3 separate regions of the Mus musculus genome follow, and all the other regions are linked to region 1. The links are chromatin contacts, called in public Micro-C and targeted proximity ligation maps. All regions are on one chromosome and are shown on one strand. The core of a region is the stretch at or near the end of the contact, and the rest is flanking DNA. Distances in the headings are between cores, read along the strand shown.

Evidence for each region. Hi-C and Micro-C count contacts between places; a contact is called where the count stands out from the background.
Region 2: a contact with region 1 is called in a Micro-C map of embryonic stem cells, with 3 times the contacts expected there. A contact is called at or near these places in 9 of 39 promoter capture datasets (the C10 cell line, the HPC-7 cell line, cranial neural crest and 6 more), 5 of 484 Hi-C or Micro-C datasets (bone marrow-derived macrophages, cerebral cortex, embryonic stem cells and 1 more), 20 of 130 datasets of targeted methods (the NIH/3T3 cell line, bone marrow-derived macrophages, embryonic basal ganglia and 11 more) and 4 of 9 other capture datasets (adipose tissue, liver, macrophages and 1 more).
Region 3: a contact with region 1 is called in a targeted proximity ligation map of pancreatic cancer cells. A contact is called at or near these places in 3 of 484 Hi-C or Micro-C datasets (embryonic stem cells and nephron progenitors), 4 of 130 datasets of targeted methods (effector CD8 T cells, embryonic stem cells, epiblast stem cells and 1 more) and 1 of 9 other capture datasets (pancreatic islet).

The regions. Positions count from the first base shown.
Region 1 is chr19:37,206,051-37,208,856 of GRCm38.p6, forward strand. It overlaps Cpeb3 (cytoplasmic polyadenylation element binding protein 3), which reads right to left and starts at 1,421. Exons shown (of 11, transcript NM_001290827.1): 1 at 1,245-1,421. It overlaps Marchf5 (membrane associated ring-CH-type finger 5), which reads left to right and starts at 1,495. Exons shown (of 6, transcript NM_027314.3): 1 at 1,495-1,854. The coding sequence starts at 1,820.
Region 2 is chr19:37,017,202-37,020,007 of GRCm38.p6, forward strand. It overlaps a transcript of Cpeb3 not described here. Among named protein-coding and RNA genes, the nearest start is that of Btaf1, 93 kb to the left of the region's middle.
Region 3 is chr19:37,390,309-37,393,114 of GRCm38.p6, forward strand. Kif11 (kinesin family member 11) reads left to right here. Exons shown (of 22, transcript NM_010615.2): 7 at 4-94; 8 at 341-583. Among named protein-coding and RNA genes, the nearest start is that of Kif11, 15 kb to the left of the region's middle.

The DNA of each region.
Region 1 (2,806 bases), core at 171-2,670:
GGGAGCTCTAGATAGGAGGATCTCCAAGTCCAGTCATCCCTGTGTTGCAGATACATAGTCCTTGCCAAGGAAAAACTCAAACAAACAAAAGTAGCTTTGATGGTTACTGTTGTGGGATAGGGTCTCTCTCTGTAACCCGAACTGATTTTGAATTTGTGAAGACCCTCCCAGATCTGCTGGCCATGCCTATGCAGCTTTTTGTTTGTCCTTTTGAGACAGAGTCAAACTAATTAGAGTTAGAGGTTGACCTTGAACTCCTAATCCTTCTGCCTCCTCCTCTCCTGTGCTGGGGTTACGGGATTGGACGCCTACCATATCCTTGATTAATTGATTGATTGATTATTTATTTATTTATTTATTTAGCCTAGGCTACTCTGGAATTCATTATACAGACCAGGTAATCCTTCTGTCTCAGTCTTCCAAGTCTGGAATTATAGGCCTGAGAAACCACTCCAGGCTCAAATTTAAAGAAACATTTTCATTTAAAGAAATAGCAAACGTTTTGTAGAAGTTTAAAAAAAAAAAACAAAAAACCAAAAAACCGTAGGCACAACCAACGGAAAACTAGCAAAACATCCCACCAATCACAGCGCTAAACAATGCCACAGGTCGTCCAAATTACGCATCGGTTTAAGTCAACAACAGCTCGTTTCCCCCCTCCAAAGCTATCCCTTCCGGCGTCAGAGAAGACAGAGGCGTGATTTGTCACTTCTTCCCTTTTTGATCCCTCGGCCGGGATCCACCTGCTTAGAAGTGTCAAGGAGCCTTAGGAATGGTTAACGGTGACCAGCTGCGGAAAGAAACAAACACTCCTGACAACCCACAGCTGAGCAAGCAAGGGCTGTTTATTCAGCAGCGTGTCCCCTTTGGAGGCTGCCCGCAAGCCCTCGAAGGCTGGGCGACAGCACCAGAACCGAGAAGGTTCCTGGACAGGCAAAGTGGTTGCTCGCGTCCCACCCCCCATGCTCTCCTATGTCCCCAACACACACACAGAGGCGCCGGTGCGAACAGTCGGGTTACCCACACGCCCCTCCAGAGCAGCCCCGCACTAAGCCACTTGTCCCTCCCCGAAGATGGGCTCTGACGCGGCCGAGGCTGACCCGAGCGCCCGGCCTCGCGCCGCCGCGGCCCGGCGTACTTGACCCGGCCCAGAAACTGGCCCTCCACGCCGCCACCCCTCACCTGGCTCTGTCCCACCTGAGCGCGAGAGCTGAGGGGACAAGACGCGGAGAAGGGGCGCTGACCTTGTTGCTACTGACAGCGGAGCGCCACATGCTGCCGCTTCCCGGACAGCGGCCCGAAGGACATTTTTTTTTCCCCCTGGAGGAAGGAAACGGGAGGGCGCCGGCCCGGCGGCGGCGGGCACGGCGGCGGGGGTCCCGGCGGGCTGTGCAGCCTCTAGCGGGGACGGTCCGAGGACTACATCTCCCAGGCTGCTCCGAGCCGCCCCTGCGTCGTGACCCCGGCGCGCACGGAGGCGGCGACTCTTACCTCACAGAGGTAGCTCCTCCGCCGGCAGCAGCTCGGCGCCCCGGCGGTCCATGGACCGGAACCCTGGGCGGACCGGCAGGAACCCGGGCCGCGACCGCCGCCTCCCGGCCCCAGGCTCCTCCTCCTCACTCCCCGCCGCCCTCTGCGGTCGCCCGCCGGCCGCGCAGCGCCACCGCGGGCCTCTGGGAGCCACGCCGGGAGGCTGTGTGGCGGGTCCGCGGCCGCCGCGGGACTGAGGCCTACTCCGCCGCCTCTCAGTGCTATTGTCCCGGGGCCTGGCCCTGAGCGGGGCTGCGGGCGAGGGCCGAGCTCGCCGGCTCCGCGGAAGATGCCGGACCAAGCCCTTCAACAGATGCTGGACAGGTAGGAGCAACGTGGGGCCGGGAACTGCCGGCCTTCGTCCTGGGCCTGCCCATGCTGGCCTCGAGGCCCCGAGAGCGGGGATCCTGGCGTCCGCCGAGAGTTCCACGGCCCGGAGGCCGGGAAAAGGGCTCTGAGTTTGGAGGTGGCACTGGGGAGAAGAGCGGGCGAGAGGTCAGGGTCGTAGACTTTGAAACTTAGTTAAAGGAGGGAGGTCTACTTTGGCCGCCAGCCTGTTTGGGTTTTTTTTTTTTGGTTGTTGTTTTGTTTTGTTTTTTGAGGTGAAGAGGCGCTATTGTTAACCCATAGTATTAGTTTCTATTTCTCCCCCTCCTCCCCGGACAATGTAGTAAAGGGGTTGACAGCGACGCCACTGGGAAGTACCCGATTGTCATTCTGGAGACTGGTCCCTTGCACTTTCACAATGCAAGGATAGGCATTCCTTCTTTTAAAGCCTGGGTTTCGTTTCTCTTTCCAACTCCCCCACCACCCTCCCCCAATCCCATCCCTACCCCCAAACCGTAAGGTCAGAATATCCACAAGGGAGCCTTAACGGTCGGTCACACTAGAGTAGAGGTTATGGAAAACAGCCACAAGCATGCAACATTGAACACGTAGCACACTTGACGATCGCTAAGTTCCCAGACACGTTTGGGCTTGTACTGGGACCAGTTGCCCATTCCTGGGGTCTCCAGCCACTAAAACTCTTTGAGAAAGTCTACAGCACTGCCCTCTGCCGTTTAAATTCCAGCCAGTGAGTTTTTGGAAACTAAATTAAATCCACCTTTTCACCAAGGCAGCTGCTTGCTGTTCTGACCAATTGGTCGATCTAATTCATAATGTTTGAGGTTGCTTGCAACTCTAAATAGACTAACTGGCCACCCACTTCAGCAGGTGATGCTCTCAATGCACTTAAGATTCAGCTTTGAAACTTATTAAATGAAGGCCCTCTCTT
Region 2 (2,806 bases), core at 195-2,694, 190 kb before region 1:
TGAACATGGTTTCTTAGACATGACATTTGTGACATCTCAAGGGTAGCTAAGGCAGGAGCTTGAGGAGAAACTGCAGGGTCACATTCAGCTAGTTTTACACACACACACACACACACACACACACACACACCCCTACTTACCTACCTACCTTACTAGCTTGCTCCTAAGCTCCTAGGCTCACCGGCAGCTAGTTTTACAGCCCAGGCCCACCTGCGTAGGGATGTTACTGCCCACAGTGGGCTGGGTCCTGCTTCTACAAGTAACAATTAAGAAAATGCCCAGCAGATACACACACTGGCTAGTCCGATGGAGGCTATGCTTCAGTTGAGGTTCTCTCTTCTCAGCTATGGCAGATTAACAAGATTAGCCAACACAACTTCCTTTGCAATATCCTTTATTAACCAGCAAACCCTTTATAAGCCCGGAAAGTGGGTTGTGTGAACCCAAGCTTAAAGCTGCTCAGTTAGAAGCTGAGACTAGCAACTGGCATCTAAAACGTGGGAAGATGGAGGTAGCCTTGAGGGCTGACTGAGCTCTCAACCTGTGAAAGCTGATGCTATCTCTAGGCAGGTAGTGAGTGGCAGAACTAAATTGAAGAAGCTCCCAGCTGTGGCCACTGCAGGTTACCACACACCTGATTGTCAGGAGCAACTTGGGTTTCAGATTGTGGGGGGCATATCTATCATTCCAATAGTTTGGAGGTTGGAGCCGGAGTTGTTGCATGCTCTAAGCTAGTCTGGGCTACATGGCTCGTACCAGACCAGCCAGGGTTAAGACCCTGTCCTAAAAAGAATTAAACAATGCACACAAAAGGCAAAGGAATACGCAAAAAGATGCTCTTCATCTTTTGGTGAAGACCTACACAAGGCTCTTTAAAAAAAAAAAAAAAGCGGGTGCACATTGGTGATGGATGCTTCTGGAAAGCATCCCCTCCGCCCTCCTCCACCGGCTCCAACAGTCGGGGCCAGTGCTGACCAGCCGCCTGCCACCCACCAGCCCATCAGTGCTGAATGACCAAACAAACCCACAAGTTTCTGTCTCAAAGACACCTTCGCATACTTCCTCCCGCTTCAAGTGGCAGGGCAGCACATCAGAACCTTTTCCTGAAGGGACTAGTGCGGGTGTCCAAGGCAAATGGGCACCCTGAAGAGAGGACTCAATTTGTTCCTTAACGTGTGGCTGTTCGTAGACTTCAAAGGGGGCCCACCTTGGAGCGGTGCGACGGGCTCCACGGCTGCAAGCGGCCCACAGCCACTGCCATTCGTGGAGAACTTGAGTGGCCGTGGTTGTAGCCACTCAAGGTAAGGCTAGCACTCTTACCTGCAGGGCTGGGACCGGGGAATCCAACCCACGACCGTCTAGGACACGTAGAGGGTGACTTGGGCTGAGGAGTGGGCGGGGCCACGTGGGGGCGGCAACCAGACACAGAGGCCCCGCCTCCCGAGACGCCCTTCCGGCCCTCTTCCCTCCCCATCCCGAACTACGTAATGGACCATGTGAGGTGGGGGTGGGGGTAGGGAGCCCGGAGCACTACAGTCCCGCATGCTCGACCCCAAGCCTTAGTACCGATATGAACCGCCCTGTGTTGGGTTCCGCATCCTTTTCCCAGAGAAAGCGTGCAGCAAGACCAGAATCCGCCAATTTTTTTCCAAAGCCCCATTTTCTGAAAAACCTTAGGAGACGTTGGTATCCTTGTGAAAACATAAGATGATGATACTCTTTCACAACAGTTCTGGTTAAGGAATTAGGCCTCAAATGGCAATGGACTGGCAATGAAAACATAAGGCATCAGGTGGGGTGTGTGTGTGTGTGTGTGTGTGTGTGTGTGTGTGTGTGTGTGTGTGTGTGTGTGTGTGTGAATAGCTCAGGGGCAGGGCTTAAATTTACCTTGCCGGAGGCCTAGAAAGCCATCAACAGCACCGCCCCCCACCCCCCATGTGTATCACTTGAACCCACAAGTACCTTTCTGTTTCAAATTTCCTTGTGCGTTTGAAAGTGTGGGCTCTGAGAGAGTGAACTCTGGTGGAATATGTGAGCTGTTTGAAGACCTGGGGTTTTTGTTTTGTATGGTGCAAGTTAGGATTTCCTGATGGATGTAAACAGACGGAGATCGTCCTGAGCAAAAGATGACACGTGTCAGTGCTTCGTACAACTAGATTTAATAAGTTGTTATTACAGAAAAAAAAAGTCCAAACTACAAAGTTTAAGCAGTTAAGCGGTAGCTGCGAGCGCTCCACGTTCAGTCACAGTAGCGAATCCATACAAGCAGTGTTAGTCCAAGCCCCAGGGCAGAAGCCGAGGAAGGGTTACCAGCAAAAAAACAATCCAAGAGAACAGGTAGGAAAAGATACAGTACATTTAAAATTAGTCGTTAGTTGAAAATCAAATACAGAGATCTGAGCTGTGAACATCTAAAATCATGTCCATCATTGCCACGGCGAAAATACAAACACCTACTACTTTATACCCCCAACAGCACTAATGTCCAGGAGCAGGCATTCTCGTGAGCACCCAAACTCTCTGAGTCCCAATGAACTATTGTAATCTTACAAAGTCAACATAACATTCCTGGATCCACTTCCTGACCCACTCTGGGGTATAAAGTCAACGGTATCAATTATAAAATACTCTGGTGGGATGGAAACTATGGCAGCTGAGTTTGACAAGTTTGGATATTAGAAAAGAAAAGAGAAATGTTAGCAGACACAGCATACAAACCAGCGAGAGAGGATTGTCCATACACATAAGCCAGTTTTAACAAAAAGACACTTTTTTTTGTTATCACTAATCTGTGACTACCCTTTCA
Region 3 (2,806 bases), core at 128-2,627, 180 kb after region 1:
TAGTCGTTCACACTCAGTTTTTTCTGTTACGATACACATGAAAGAAACAACAATTGATGGAGAAGAGCTTGTTAAAATTGGAAAGTTGAATTTGGTAAGTATCCTGCCTTGATGCCACTGTGCTAGTCTTGATTTCTTCCTGGAAAAGCTGAAATTCTCACTTATGTACAGTATTTTCATAGTTAACTTCATCAACTAGCTTTGAAGTGGGAGAAGGAATTTGTTGTGAAAATTTATTTTACTATGATTTAGAACATGGTATAGAGTAAAATATATAAAAGAATACAAATCTTTGAATCTAAATACAATAGATTGACCTTTTTCTTTTTTTAAATTAAAGGTTGATCTTGCAGGAAGTGAAAATATTGGGCGTTCTGGAGCTGTTGACAAGAGGGCCCGGGAAGCTGGAAATATCAACCAATCCCTCTTGACTCTGGGAAGAGTTATTACTGCTCTTGTGGAAAGAACACCTCATATTCCTTATCGAGAATCTAAACTAACTAGAATCCTGCAAGATTCTCTTGGGGGACGTACAAGAACATCTATAATTGCAACCATTTCCCCTGCATCTTTCAATCTTGAGGTAAGCCCTTTGAGAAAATGCAGCAACCGTGGGAACTATAAGCCTTTCTTAGCTGTCATATTTTTAAAGTTCATTTACTGGCTTCCTTCTCTACTATAAAAATTGAACAATCTGGTACAATAAAAAGCCAGTTATGACTTCCAAAGTAGTTTTTTCTTTCTTTTCTTTTTTTCTTTTGCTTCTTCTTTCTTCTTCCTAATTTTTTCTTTCTCCTTCTCCTCCTTCTCCTCCTCCTCTTCTTCCTCCTCTTTCTTTTTTAAATTTTTCGAGACAGGGTTTCTCTGTGTTCCTCTGGCTGTCCTGGAACTCACTCTGTAGACCAGGCTGGCTTCGAACACAGAAATTCGCCTGTCTCTGCCTTCCAAGTGCTGGGATTAAAGGCATGCGCCACCACCGCCCAGCACTGCCAGTGTTCTTAACAAGTGAGCCATCTTATCAGCCCTGGTTTCACAATTTAAAAAAAAAAGAGAGAGATATTGTCTTAGTCAGGGTTTCTATTCCTGCACAAACATCATGACCAAGAAGCAAGTTGGGGAGGAAAGGATTTATTCAGCTTACATTTCCACATTGCTGTTGATCACTAAAGGAAGTCAGGACTGGAACTCAAGCAAGTCAAAAAGCAGGAGCTGATACAGAGGCCACGGAAGGGTTTTTCTTTGCTGGCTTGCTTCCTCTGGCTTGCTCAGCCTGCTCTTTTATAGAACCAAGACTACCAGCCCAGAGATGGCCCCACCCACAAGATGGACCCCCCAACCCCCCATCACTAATTGAGAAAATGCCTTACAGCTGGATCTCATGGAGGCATTTTCTCAACTCAACTGTGATAACTGTGTCAAGTTGACACAAAACTAGTTAGTACATATATGTATATATACACACACATACATACATACACTCATTTGTTTACTTATTTTGTATGTATGTATGTATGTATGTATGTATGTATGTATGTATGTATGTTTTGGGGGTAGGGGGTCTACAAATAGGAGTCAGAAAATAACTTGTGACTGTCAATTCTCCCCTTGTGGACTCCAGCAGGAATCAAGCTCAGGTCATTTGGCTTGGTGGCAAGTGTCTTTGCTCAGTGAGTCATCTTGCTAGCCCTTCATACATTATTTAAACAATCGAACCAAGATCGCTGGGCCTGAAGGAATGACTCAGTGGTTAAGAGATTTGACTGTTTTACCACATGACCAGTGTTTGATTTCCAGCACCCACATGATGACTCACAACTGTTTGTAACTCCATGCTTAGGGATCTCTTGCCCTTTTCTGACTGCCTTAGGCACTAGGCCTGCACACAGTGCACAGACTTACACTCAGGCAAAATACTCATGCACGTCAATAAAAATATTGCTGAATGTCAGTAGTGATGGGTAGTATGTAGGGTTCATTAAGGACTCAGACCAAGTTAAGTCCTTTTGGGGCACTGAATTCTAGTACTTGGCATGTTATTTTCATTACACTATGCAATGTTAAAATTTTTTTATATATCAACACTTCTTTTTTTTTTTAAAGATTTATTTAGTTTATGTATGAGTACACTGTCGATGTCTTCAGACACAGCAGAAGAGAGCATCAGATCTCATTACAGGTTGTGAGCCACCATGTGGTGTCTGGGAATTGAACTCAGGACCTCTGGAAGAGTAACCAGTTCTCTTAGCCACTGAGCCATCTCTTTAGTCCCCTCTTAATTCTTTTTTAATGGGTGCATAATTAATTATGTGGATATAGGTATTGTGTAACACGGTTTCTGGGATCTCATGAACAAATGTCTACTCACCTCAGAGAACACATGCAGACCAAAGTAAAGACATCACCAGAGCTCAACTCGGTGAGCTAGTGGGTTTTATTGGGGTTACTTACCGTAATATGAGTGAGAGATCACTTGTACAAGGACATCTGAATCACCAGAGCCTCCCCATCCTCAGTGTGCATTTGCTCATGACTGTGTAACTTGCCTTCAGCTCAACAGGCTGACAAAGGGGTGGGGGAGGCCTGCTGTCTGCCTCTTCTAGGCAGCGCGGTTTGTTGGTAGTAGCTCTGCTGGTCTGAGAGTGTCTCGCTGGGAGGGGCCCACTGTGTCTAGTTCAGGAACTTTCTGGTCTGAGGGTATCTCTCAGTAGTCCTTACTACGTACAGTGTACTTAGAGAGGGAGGAGCCTGGTATATCTGTTTCAGGAACTTGCATTGTATTTCTGAGCTGCCCTGCAATATGGAATGT